3 separate regions of the Sus scrofa genome follow, and all the other regions are linked to region 3. The links are chromatin contacts, called in public Hi-C maps. All regions are on one chromosome and are shown on one strand. The core of a region is the stretch at or near the end of the contact, and the rest is flanking DNA. Distances in the headings are between cores, read along the strand shown.

Evidence for each region. A called contact is a pair of places that touch in the nucleus more often than the background predicts.
Region 1: a Hi-C map of embryonic fibroblasts shows a contact between it and region 3, with 1.9 times the contacts expected there. The contact joins two enhancer-like sites. A contact is called at or near these places in 4 of 47 Hi-C or Micro-C datasets (embryonic fibroblasts, epiblast stem cells and fibroblasts).
Region 2: a Hi-C map of embryonic fibroblasts shows a contact between it and region 3, with 1.7 times the contacts expected there. The contact joins two enhancer-like sites. A contact is called at or near these places in 2 of 47 Hi-C or Micro-C datasets (embryonic fibroblasts and fibroblasts).

The regions. Positions count from the first base shown.
Region 1 is chr2:129,231,326-129,235,617 of Sscrofa11.1, forward strand. The region is part of intron 3 of LOC102158243 (a long non-coding RNA gene); the gene reads right to left. Among named protein-coding and RNA genes, the nearest start is that of GRAMD2B, 320 kb to the right of the region's middle. Within about 2 kb of position 1,931, at least 4 of the 83 cell types and tissues checked have an H3K27ac peak or open chromatin away from gene starts, as enhancers often do. A contact at or near this core is called in embryonic fibroblasts, where this site is marked.
Region 2 is chr2:128,343,537-128,348,038 of Sscrofa11.1, forward strand. The region is part of intron 10 of LOC102158243 (a long non-coding RNA gene); the gene reads right to left. Among named protein-coding and RNA genes, the nearest start is that of ZNF608, 190 kb to the left of the region's middle. Within about 2 kb of position 2,290, at least 6 of the 83 cell types and tissues checked have an H3K27ac peak or open chromatin away from gene starts, as enhancers often do. A contact at or near this core is called in embryonic fibroblasts, where this site is marked.
Region 3 is chr2:128,732,971-128,737,498 of Sscrofa11.1, forward strand. The region is part of intron 9 of LOC102158243 (a long non-coding RNA gene); the gene reads right to left. Among named protein-coding and RNA genes, the nearest start is that of ZNF608, 580 kb to the left of the region's middle. Within about 2 kb of position 3,116, at least 7 of the 83 cell types and tissues checked have an H3K27ac peak or open chromatin away from gene starts, as enhancers often do. A contact at or near this core is called in embryonic fibroblasts, where this site is marked.

The sequences.
Region 1 (4,292 bases), core at 681-3,180, 500 kb after region 3:
CCATTTATAAACTGACTGCAGAGTATTCTGTCTCTTATAAGGGAAAAAAATGCTGTCTAATTCCTTTCATTAAAATATGAGTAAACCAGAGTTCCTGTTGTGGCTCAGTGGGTTAAGAACCCAAAATAGTGTCTGTGAGGATGTGGGTTGGATCCCTGACCTCACTCAGTGGATTAAGGATTTGGCCTTGCAGCGTAGATCACAGATCCAGCATTGCTGTGGCTGTGGCATAGGCTCCAGCTGCAGCTCTGATTCAACCCCTAGCCCAGGAACTTCCACAGGTCACCAGTATGGCTATAAAAAGAAAAAATGTGTGTGTGTGTGTGTGTGTGTGTAAGCCAAACAAAGAGTAGAAGGACCAGATTAATAAGGCTTTCTTAAATGATAATTGACCAGTAATTTTTTTAATGTTTTATGTATTTAAAAATATACAAGTGGGAAGTGCTAGAGTTTCAGGATATTTGACTTAATGGAAATTGAGAGGATTTTTTTATTTCAAGAGTAAAGACATCAAATAAGACTCTACTCTCTCCTTTGATAAACCTATGCTTGTTTCCGGTTTTACTAGCTCAAAAGACAATTTCACATACACCTAATACATTATAGAAATCTGCTTATTATAAGAAACGTCATTTTAAAACCTTTACTATTATCACTATGGCATAAAAACAGAAGTTTCCCCCCATTCTACAATGTTTAAACTAGTTAGGATGCTAAATATCTTTACCTATATTTATTCATCTACTGTAAGTTTTTCACTTCTCAAATAGAGATATCATTTAACTTTTGGTAAGAAAATAACTTTCACAATAAGATTGGCTAGAGTCTGCAACAAGTTTTCCATAGAAGGGAAGAAGGCTCTGAGGCGATTAAAATAAAACCATACAAAACAGTGGAAAATGTACTACAGAGTGGGGGAAAATGCTGCCCTCATCCCTGGAGGCTGCAGCCCAGAGCTGAATAGGCCTTTTCAATCTCCAGCCATTATAATTCTAGGTGACTATTCCAAGAAGACATGAAAGGCGTGGTTTTTCTACCCATGTTGAGTTCCTATAAGCCCCTTGAGGAAGGCAGGGTTTTGCAGAAAAGTGTGAGTTCTCTACTACTGAAGTGACCTTGTTCAATCTCCTTATAAATCAGGCAATCTAATAATAGTTGCATTTTCTAACATTAACAAAGCTGCAAAGTTGCACAAGTTAGAGAAATGTTCCTTTGCTTCGAAGGCAACACCCTTTGATGTCCTGTCCCTCTTTTCTCAATGTGCCCCCTTTTCATATTCTCTATTTGCTCTTTAATATTTGATTTTGCATTTGATTCCAGTCATCCTGATACAAAGCTGCAGTGTGAAGTTGAAAATTCAAAAGGGAGAGAGGATATAGCTGCCACCCCATCCATGAGTGAGTCCACTGAACTGTAAATCTACCCTGCATTTAATTACTCAACCAGACGGTGCAAGGATAAGGTCTCAAGAGTGTTGTACTATCATGAGTGACTGAGTCCGCTTGCAGTAGTAATAAGCTTGGCCGCAGCAAAGTTAAAAGGTTAAAAGTATACAGAGAACTTCAAGGCAAGCATTGTTCTTAAATAGCTGCAAAACCAAAAGAAAAACAGAAACTCCTTTTGAATGAAGGCCTTAATTTCCAAACATTAAGTTGAAGTAGGAGAGCTCTGTGGAAAAACTGTGTTTCCTCAAGCAAATTTACAAGTATTTGGGTCAGTAATGGGGATGGAAAGCCACCCTCCCCAAACCAACTTCTACCACATCCACAGTAGTGTTTATATAATGAATAGCAAAGATGATTGCACTTGTGAGATGAATCAGCAATTCCCAATTAAAGCAGCAAAATAAGACTGTTTTCTTTCTGAATCACTGTGGAAGGCAAATGGAAAAGTGACAAATAGACTTTGTTCTCCATCGGTGATGGGAAGGGAATTCATGTTGGGAGCCAAATTTCCAAAGTGAGGCATACTGGGGCTTGCCAGCAAAACTGTTCACACCCCCACAGAGACCACAAAACCCTGCAGCTGTAATTTCAGAAACACACATGTGTATAAATCAAGTAATTGCACACCTAACTATCCACTTGAGCCCATGTGCCTGGGTTTTTTGCAGGTGCCCGGGGCACTTGTGCTATTTGGCTTTGAAAACAAGGTTTAGTTTAATTGACAGGATATTATCAAATTCAAGCTGACTTTATGGACAAATCTCAAAATATGAGGGTGGCATACAGAATCAAGCAGCACATATGAATGTTCCATATGCGCGTTCGGCAAGGTCCCTGCAGCTGACTGAATTCTAAACAACAGAAAGGGACAAAATTAAAATGTCAAATTAGTTCTCATCCGTGAAAGTATGTTTCCAGGGCATTCAATGAAGCAACACTGTTTTGGAACATTCTTACCATGTACCGAAAGAGACAGAGTAAAGAGAGAGAGCACACTAGCCAAGTATTATTTTGCTTTATACAATGAGGTTTTAAAAAGGGATGAGGGGGCTACTTTGGCTCTACTGCCCAGAAGAGCAAGCTGATCCGTGTTTCCATGTTCAAGTTGGCAGAAGCCCCAGCAGACAACCATGGAACAGGCTGCTGGCTGCCCAGGAAAGGGGCACTCACCATAACAGGGAATCTGTTTGCAGACTAAGACTGTGCCCTATTTTTTCCAAGAGAAATTTAGGTTTGGGGCACTTCAGAACAGGTGTAGCTTCTACTAGTGCTCTGCAAATGTTTTACATATGCTAGTAAAAGAAAATTAACGTGGTACCCGTTCTTCTAAAAATTCTGCCACAATTTAACGCGATACATTTCTACACTTTTCACCTTGAGAGAAAGAAAAACATGGCATTTACTTCACAAAGACATTTAAACCATCAACCTCTCATCTCCCCCCATTTTCCAAGAAGTTTATAGATTTGTTTTAAAGTACATATATATGTGTGTGTGTGTATATATATATACATACACATGCGGGTATGCAACACCACACACACACACACACACACAGACACACACACACACATTGTAAACCAACCAATTCCTAATAGGATGATGCCAAAACTCACTAGCAAATAATAAGATACTATGAACAGTTTCTCTCACCATTGTTTATTCCATTTCTAAAGCACCTACTGTTAATACGTCTACGCACAACAGGGAATTAACAGAGGTTCTAAATGGAGCAAAAGAAATTCTACCTCAGCAGTCTTTGCATCTGGTTCGTATTTTTCTACTTAAAATACAGCAGTGGAATCAAAGGTCCCTTGCGAGTATAAAAGGTGATATTATAACTACAGGTAAAATCAGTTCTGTGATAAAATGTCCCATAAGGATTATCTTTCTTAAGACAAAGTCAGTAGTTGACCAGAGGAAGGAAAAGAGAGCTCTATGTAAGATTTTGTCCTAAAAATGTGTGCCAAGTTCCACTGGTCCATTTGGGAAAAATTTCCAGTAAGTCTTGTTTTCACACAGTGATTACCAAAGAAACCCCTTAGGTTTGCATTTACCTTTAGCCAAAAATAACATTTCATTATGACAGTATCAAAATTTGACCCTTCTTTTTTTTAATGACTTACAGATTTGTTTTATTGAAAACTTTAATCAAAGGACTGGTGTTGAGACTTTTAGAACTGGCATGCTCCTTTTGCTTTGTTATCAGGGAACTTGAAAATGTATAAGGTGTTTATGGCCTATTAAAGAACCATTAGGCCATAAAAATAATCTGCCTGTAAAAACAATGAGGAAAGGTGAAATGTACAGTGTATCAAGTACAATCTGATCACTGCATAAAGGCCTAGTAGGAAAGCTATTGATTTCTTTTCCATTGAAAAAATATATTAAATTTCAGATGAACTAAGAGGCTAAAAAATAAACTTGAATCTAATATGAAGGAAAGAGAGGGAGCAATATAAGAAAAAGAATGCCGACAACCTACTATACATTTGAAATTCTGTCGACGTGTGTTATGGGGGATACATATGGAATTATCATCAATAACAGATCCAAGGGATACCCAGAGACTGGGCTCACTGTTCAAACACAAAACATCTTCAAAAATAGTAATTCTTACTTTGGGGTATGAAAACTGCTGTATTATAAAGATACAAAGAATATAATGAGTTTTTCGGCACAGTTTTTTGGCAAAGTAATAATTACAGTTAATTGTTAATAATTGTGTTATATATAATCATATAACTATATTGTTACATAATGGTGTTATAAATTAGTTTAATAATAATTATTTACTATAGATTTAGAACTTGAAACTGGCTTCCTTTTAAAAAATATATTACAATA
Region 2 (4,502 bases), core at 1,040-3,539, 390 kb before region 3:
AAGCTTTTGTTTTCAGCTATCTTTTGCCTTAGTTTAGAACCCAGTGTTTGAGGTGGGGTGGGGTGGGAGGAGACCAGGGTGAGAAAAGACATTATGCTGCACTTATTTATTTATTCAATGAATTTTTTATTATATTATAATTGTACAATTATCAGAGTTCCCATCATGGCACAGTGGAAATGAATCCGACTAGGAACCATGAGGTTGCAAGTTTGATCCCCGGCCTCCCTCAGTGGGTTAAGGATCTGGTGTTGCTGTGAGCTGTGGTGTAGGTCACAGACACAGCTCGGATGTGGCATTGCTGTGGCTGTGGCGTAGGCCAGCAGCTACAGCTCCAATTTAGACCCCTAGCCTGGGAACCTCCATATGCCATGGGTATGGCCCTCAAAAGACAAAAAAATTGTACAATTATCATCACAACCCAATTTTATAGCATTTCCATCCCAAACCCCCAGCCCATCCCCCTACCCCCAACCAGTCTCCTTTGGAAACCATAAGTTTTTCCAAGTCTGTGAGTCAGTGTCTATTCTGCAAAGAAGTTCACTGTATCCATTTTTTAGATTCCTCATGTAAGTGATAGCATGTGACGCTGGTGTCTCACGGTCTGACCAACTTCTCTTAGCGTGACAATGTCTCGGTCCATTCATGTTGCTGCAAAAAAAAAAACGTGTTACACTCTTGCTGCTTCCCTCCGATTGTGAGTTGACCTCAAGGACTCTTCAGTGCTTTGGAGAGATACTGTTTGAAAAAATTAAGTAGCATTAAAATAATTATGGCTGGTAGACTTGCATACATGTGACAGATCATAAAATTGAACTGTGATAAATATATTTGGAGGATGAAATAAATTCTGGGCAAGTGCAAATGTTTTCAACTTAATGAGTCAGCATGAGAGTCTTGAATTATGAATCACTTCTTTTAACTATTTGATCTGATCGAGGTTTTATCCTTACATTTTTGGATAATAATTTTACACAGCTGCCTAAAATTGCTTTCTAGCCACGATAAAAGCACCCTCTCACTCCCTGCCCAACTTCAGGATCCATCCTCAACCCCTTCTCTCTTCACAGACACTCTGGCCGCCTGTGTGCCCTACATTCCCCTGAGCCCGGGGGATGCATTACGGGCTATGTTGAACATATGCATCCATAGATCCCAGCAACATCTTTCAAGGTCAGAGTTTGAATTTCTGCCCCCTGCGGCCTTGCAGACTGCTTCTCAAAACTTGCTGAGTTAAACGGAGTCTAACACTCAGACGAAGGAATTGTTTGTGGCGCTAGGAAGAGAAAGGGAAATACTTGAGGGTTTAATTTAAAGTAATTACAGCCCTGGACTACTGCCAGTGGAAATTTTTCAGAAATCCCATCTTTTGTGAGAAAGTAAACTCTGAAAGAGTTGCAGGAGGAAAACCAGTTTTTGGGAAAAAAAAAAAAACCAAAAACCAAAAAACCCAAAAAACTAAAACTTAAGACCCGAGTAATTGTTTAAAGGATTTTTTTTCCCCCATGGGTAAAATCTTGGTATTTTCCAAAACTTTCCTAAAACATAATGTGGAAGAGTAATAAGACATAAAGAAATGCAATAAAATTGAAAATTAAGGCTTTGTCTTAGAGAAGTCATAGTCGTTTATGTAGCCATCGTCGCGGGCCTCGGACTTGAAAATCATAGCAATGCAGCATATTCCTGAAAGAAAGGAAACGTGGCCTGTACCTCCTCTCTGCTCTCTTTCTATTGACTTCAGGAATCTGCAGGCAGTTCTTTCGCTCCTTTCCTGTTTGACCATTTCTGTTCCCCTCTAACCTTAAAAGAACCTAATTACATGAATTAGGTTCACTAAGCAATTGAAACTCCTGAATGCATACCATGCCTTGTCTAACCTGTTGATTCTTTTCCTAAAGAAAACTAGTTCTCTACTCTCAATCACCTCCCTAAGCAATCCTGCAGGCAGATGACTCAGGCAACAGTCAGCCAGTCTGCATGCAAAAGAGACGGCAGAACCCAACCTCCTGCCTCCACGATTCACTGAGATTCTTCCCCCTCCATTTTTCACTTTAAAAACTGTCCTGGCTAAGCAGAATCTTCAGAGTTGATCTCTGGACATGAGTCCACCATCCCTCCAGACTGCCAGCTTTTGGATTAAAGCACACTTCCTTCCTATTAACACTTGCCTCTCGAATCACTGGCTTGTGAGTGGTGATCGGCTAAACCTGGGTTCAGTTACAGATTCAGGTGATCGGATAGAAAAGCTGAACAAGCTTCTCTTGAATATCCAAATGCTCATGTTTTCTGAATCAGCAGGGGAGGAGTAAAACAGTGTTGGAAAGTGTAGAATTACTAATGTGTTGGTCAAAGGGATGAGGGGAAGCTTAAATTTAGAAACTATTTGTTAAAAAAAAAAAAAGGAAAACTTCTTTTGCCTGCCTAGAGTATAAAGTTACCCGAAGGCAAAAGAATTTCTGATGCCTTTTCCTAAATACATTATTAGAAAGAATTTTAATGTTTAGAGGCCAAAAAGGCAGATACCATAGGTTCAGTTGACAAGGTGAGTTGATTACTGTTGATACTATTGTTTTTAATGCCTTTAGGCAGGTTCTGCAGTTCCCAGCTGACTGCTCCCCATCGTCTTATTTTTAATCGTCTTATTTTTAATCGTTTTCATATGTTTATCCTCATTAGCCTCTAAGTTAGCAATTTCAGAATAAGACTGTTGTTGTTAGATAATAATAATAAAAGCTATCTTTTTAATGAATGCCTCCAATATGTCAGGCACTTAACATTCACCATTAACCTTTACAGCAGTCCCAAAAGATAGATATTATTATTCCACTGTAAGACTAGGAGCCTCCTAAGTGGTAAAGCTGAAATCTGAACTCAGGGAAGTCAAGCTCCTACATACCTCTTTCCATTCCGCCTCAACTTTGTTCTGCTTCAGAACTAATGTTATGCACCCAATTTGTTGAGTACATGTCACTTCAGATAATACACAGGAAAAGTGACATCTATACTCTGTTAAATTCCCATATGAAAAGCTGCAAGAACCTTAGACCTCAACCAAAATTCTTAAGAAAGAATAATGCATTTGTTCTGCCTAAGATCGGACTAGAAAGAACAGATTTTTCTCTTTTTCCTTTTGGTAATATGGCCCCAGGGCCCAAAGTGGTCAACCGTTGTCATCATTCATTTGGCAGTCCTGTCAAAGATTGCTCAGTCATTTAGTTTAACAAAATATTTTTTAACAGTCAGGGTACATATTTGATTTGGATCCAGGGACAAATGGCTCTCCAAAGGCTTCCTGGCAGGTTGATGACGTGATGCATCAACTGGATGTATCAGGACTTAATAGTACTGAACCATGAAGTACATTTTAAAAGCCCACATACAGTTTCAAATTTCATAGTATATAATAAATTTCATTGCCTTCGACTCAATGATATTTAGAATATGTGATATATCAGTCTTTCTGCTCTGAGATTTAGTAATAGTCCAAGGTTGTTGTCTTCTTTTCAAATGTAAAGTGCTTACCTTGAAATATAGGTCATTTATCTTGGGCTTGGTTTGAAATGGCATATATTCAATCATGGTGTAATGTATAATAGCTTATAATTTAACCAAGGAAGAAATTACAGTCACACATCATTTATCTGGAATCACTAAGAATGGAGATATTACACATAAAGACAATCTCCTAAATACCTTAAAAGTATTTTCAAAATCCCAAAATCCCTGCCTATTTTTATCCTTCAGACTTGATTTAAACACGGTCATCATCACAATTTGACTTCTTGATAACTTTAAGTTTTTTGTATTATTAACCTTTCCATTAAAAAAGTAATAAAGTCCCCATTTGGCTTGGCAGTAACAAATCTGACTAGGATCCATGAGGATGAAGGTTCAATTCCGGGCCTCACTCAGTGGATTTAGAATCCGGCATTCCCTTGAGCTGGGATGTAGTTCACAGACATGGCTTGGATCCCATTTTGCAGTGGCTGAGGTGTAGGCTGGCAGCTGTAACTCTGATTTGACTCCTAGCCTGGGAACTTCCATATGCTGCAAGTGTGGCCCCCAAAAGCAATAAATAAATAAATGATAAAAGAGAGCACTAAAGAAAGTCTCATGGATTTGTGTCTGGACGCACATTCAACTGTCAGCACTGCAGAGACAAAGGTATTGTTTTGCTTTGCTTTCTTGTCAGTTATAATGTTTTCTTCTTCCTTTCCTGCTCTTCCTTACCCTCCTCTTCATCCCCTCAGCCCACTTTGGAATCAGTTTGTTTTCTTATTGTCGAATTTTAAGTGTTCTTTGTATATTTTTGGGTAAATCCTTTATTTGATGTCCTTTGCGAAGATTTTTTTCCTTAATGCATTTTTTTCCTAATGTGTGGCTTGTCTTCTCATTCTCTCTCTCTCTTTTTTGGCTACACCCATGAAGTTCCTGACCAGGGATGAAACCCAAGCCACACCAGTAACCTGAGCTACAGCAGTGACAATGCTGAGTTCTTACAC
Region 3 (4,528 bases), core at 1,866-4,365:
TTAACGAAGTCAAACTGAGCTATAATAGCTGTTTTATTATTCGCTTTATTATAAATCTCACACTTCCATTTAAAAGAAGTAAATACTTTTTTTGAAGGAGAAGGTAGAGATTTTCTTAAATTATTAATTGTTTCCATAAAATATAAATGACATTTGGACTGTAGTCAGGAAAGGCATTTCTATTTCTAATGTGGGATGATTTAAACTCAAAGCCATGGAAAAACATATGCTCTTCCCTCTGCCTGAAATGAATCTTGCTTCCTTTCTCTAGGCTAGATTCCCTTATCCTTCAAGATTCAGCAGAGCAGTAGCATCGATCTGCAGGGTTGCCTCTCCCCGTTCCTTGTCTGGGCTTGGTGTCATACTACATTTGAAAGAATGGCACATTCAGTTTTCTTTTTCAAAATAGCTTTATTGTTTTTATAAAAACTAATATATGCATGTTTTAAAAAAGTGAAATAATATAGGATGATGGCCACTAAATCATTCTCTTCCTGGTCCTCTTTAAATAAGGGATCTTTAAGTTCTAAGTCCTCACACCAACAAGTCTAAAAGCAAAACGTGCAGCTATAGGTTCTTGCACAAGTTGATGCAGAAAATCACATTCTAGGTCACAATAATAGAAAGACATTTTCAAGACTAGAACTCTCCTAAAGGCTGAGATTCATTTCTTTGCTTGTGGTTTACAATCTTCCCTCCCCCTGAAGTAGGTGTATTATTTTAACTGTATTTTCAGGAAGTCTTCATTTTTGCAATATGAATGACATTGTACCCTCTGAACTTGTGTCCACGTTCAAATAATCTCACAAACAGGACATTCTATAAGCAGAAATGAACATTGCCTACACATGTCAGTTACATACATGGATGATTACATGACTTGTATTTACCACCTTAGAGCAGGAAAGGATACATGCATGTTCAGGATGCCAAAATTACTTATGTCAACAAACATTTGCTGAATACTAACTAAATGTGAGACACTGGGCTAGATCTCAGACTAGAGAGACAAGGAATGTAAATTCTCTACCTTCAAAGTGTTTAGAGGTTAAGTAATGGAAAAGGAACACATCAATCAAGGCCCTGTGACCTTTATTGTAAAAACTTTTAAAGCAGCTGGACATCCTCTGAGATCCAGGTCAAGGGAAGTGTATTCTGTCTGCTCAGGAACGTGGTACAGCATGGTTCCCGACTGGATTATGTTGGTGAGTTGACAATAATAGAAAAGTCTCAACTCAGGCATAGCTAGACTATATATAAGAATATTTGAATTTCTTGAGCCCATGCAGCATAATAATGGAAAAACTTGAATTCTTTCAGGTATCTAGGTGACCATTTGTTACAACAAACATGAACATTTATTTGATAGAAAAGAATTAGTCAGACCAAGTCTATTTTTGACTAAAGAGCCAAAATCTCAGCAGAGACCAGAAATACTTTTCCCTCCTCATTATGTTGAGAAGGTCACAGTGAGCGGCTCTATACATATTTCAGCTTTAAGCTGACTTTATCAATACTCTACACATTTGGCCTGAAATAAATGGTTCCCTCTTCTGAATGGGGTATTGCTAGACACTGGGTTATAAAGTGGAGAGCTGAAAAGTAAAATCACGACAGCCAGTTGTCTGCCTGGCAGGGTCAGACATGGACAAAGAAACAGTGAATAATGAAATATCTATTTTTCTAGGAAGCACTGAATGAAAGGCATGGTGGATGGGAAGAGTGATGAAAGGAGGCATTGCTACTACTTAGTTTGTTCTAGCATCTAAATTTTAACATGAACCAAGTCTCAGGATTCAGGACTACCTAAGAAGCACACATTGAAAAAAAATTCAGTGTACTTTCTAACTAAAACAAATGTGATTCAAAAATAATTCCGTTTTCTCTGTGGACTTTCACACATAACATATAGAATGGGTAAGAGAAATACTCAGGAGTGTGTCTGCTTCTTATTTAGAAAACTGTTTAGCGCAGCAAAAGAATGGAATAAATCCTATATTTGCCACTATAGCAAAAGTGATAATAATAGTTCTTAGATGGGCTTTTTGTACTTAAAGCTTATGGTTCCAGTTGTCATGAATGATAACCTGAATCAATATCCAGAGAAGAGAAAGTTTCAGATGGGGGAGGCGCCTATATGTTTATTTTCACAGAAATATATATCGATGTGCCCATTGCTTTCATACTTTCACCTAAATGGAATTCAATATGTAAAACAGAACACCTAAATAAATAGCACATCGGGAAGAAAACGGTAGCTCGAATCCTGATCACTGAAGGAGAGAGTATATGAAATAAACTGGAAAGAATACAAGTATCAACTATTTTAGATCTAAAATGTATGACTCATGTGGTTTACTTAAGGATAGCACAAGCATGTGTGGCTTCAAAGGATGTGTATTGAGGAAAGTGTACCTATTTCATATTAACTCTACAACATTTGCAGTAACAAGGAAACTACAGATTTCCTTTTTTAATATTCAATATGGAAACAAAGAGCCTCATCTTTATCTAATAAAGCCCATATAATTTGACCATTGAGTCTCCCTTATCTTTAATTATGGATGCAAAAAGGCAGTCAGAATTATGCACCCCAGGCATCCTAGAATTTTAGTTTTGGAACAACAATAATGTTCATGCTGCCTCATCTTATCATGTCACAGGTAAGGCTCACAGAGATGAAAATGAGCATCCGAAGTCACTGAACTAGTTAGGGACAAATCCGGGGCTAGAACCTGGGGCACTTTCCATTATCCTAGGCTTGATCTCAGGTCAGCACTATCTAAGGCAGTGCCAGTATAGTTTTGCAGCTCTATCAAAGGAGCTAGATAAACTTACAATGCTTGTTCTGCTTCACACCAAGGAGATCATCTGAGGTCATCATATTTTTGTCTCCAGAGCCTTGCAGATCAGCACATTACTGAAATGCCATTAAACTACAAGGGATGGGGAAACTTTTAAAATGAATCATTGACTGTTTAGGGGGGAAAAAAAAACAAGAGAGAAGACAAAGCTCTTTGAGTCAGCTGGAACTTTCATCAGCTCCTGAGCAGACTCTTCAAAGGCAAGTCATTGCCCAATGAAAGCACCATATTGTTTAATCTCTAAATTGTGCTTCCTCTGAGGGATACAGAATGCCAAATCACCTAACCCAAACATGGAGCTGCTTGGCAATGCAGGCATTGAAAAGAGAGAGCTGGGAATGAGATCACCAAGTAAATCTACTTCCCTATAACTGGATGTACCATATTTCAAGCTCTTTGGGTTGCCTGAGAAAGGCACTGAATTTTTGTCAGCCCCCTTTAATTAGTCTTGCCTTGAGTCTATGGTGGGGTAGGTGAACTTTCAAGCCTTAAACAGTAGAATTACTCACCGGGTGGCTTTTCCCAAACACCCCCAGCCCCAATTAAAGAGCTGTATTTGGTTTGGGTTTCCTCAAATGGCGCTCTTGTTAACACTCATCAAACACAGGAAAAATAAAACAGCAATTTAACTGTGCTCGCAGTGTGAAAGGCTTGTGCAAATAATCAGCACATTTCTAACTGGTTAGTAATAGGCAGAGTGCAAAAAACAAATGACCAGATTTATACCACTGGGCAGGCCTGAAAGTAACATTACAGCCGAAATATATTCATTTACAATTTAAAGCAAGCCTTTCAGTGAATAATTGTTTACATAATAGTGAAGAGCGCTTGTGCCACACAACTGGGATCCATTTACAATGTGTTAACCAAATAATGCATGTTTACAAAAGATTTTGGGCCTGTTTTTGGAGAAAAGAATCATGGTACCCATGCCAACAAAAACAGAGCAGTATGTACAGTTAGTAAATCTTTTCTTAGCTGCGAAATTAGTGTCAAGTTGCTTGAGCCCATAAACGACGTCAGCGTAAGTCACTCTCATTAAATGGATGTGTGAAGGTCGTCTTCTCAAACAGCAGGTTGTTCTATTCTTTTTCTTATTTTTTTAATCAGCCAAATAATGAGCTGGGGGTAGAGTTGCTTAACCAGGCCAAGGGAAGAAGAAAGTAGAATCATCTTAAAACGGCCATCCTGGATTTAATAGCCTACAACAAAACCCTAAGCAGGTCAACTTCATGGTTCAGTAGTTCCTAAAAGCTTGTCTGCTTCTCCCAAGCTTATCGGTGACGGCTGGTGTATAAGAGCTTCCAATGAGGACAGATTTACAGCACCGAAGGGCTTTGTGGTGACAAAGGCGGATCGGGGTCCTTGAGAGCTTTCTGTATTTTTTAGATCCCAGAAGATGATGGGGTTCTGTGATAGTAATCTCTTACACTTTACCATTGACATAAACAGGTCACAGAGCCTGCAAAAGCTTATGCAGGCATCAGGAGCCATCTCTCTCTGTCTTTCTCTCTCCCCCCCCCCACCTTTTTTTTTTTCTGGGTCAGAGTCAGATTTTATCGAGGCAAGCTATCTAACTGAACACAAACCATGTGATAAAACCCAAACAGTGTGCATTAAAAATGAAGCAGAATGGGGCCGGGTTTGTCTCAGGCTAGTGCTGT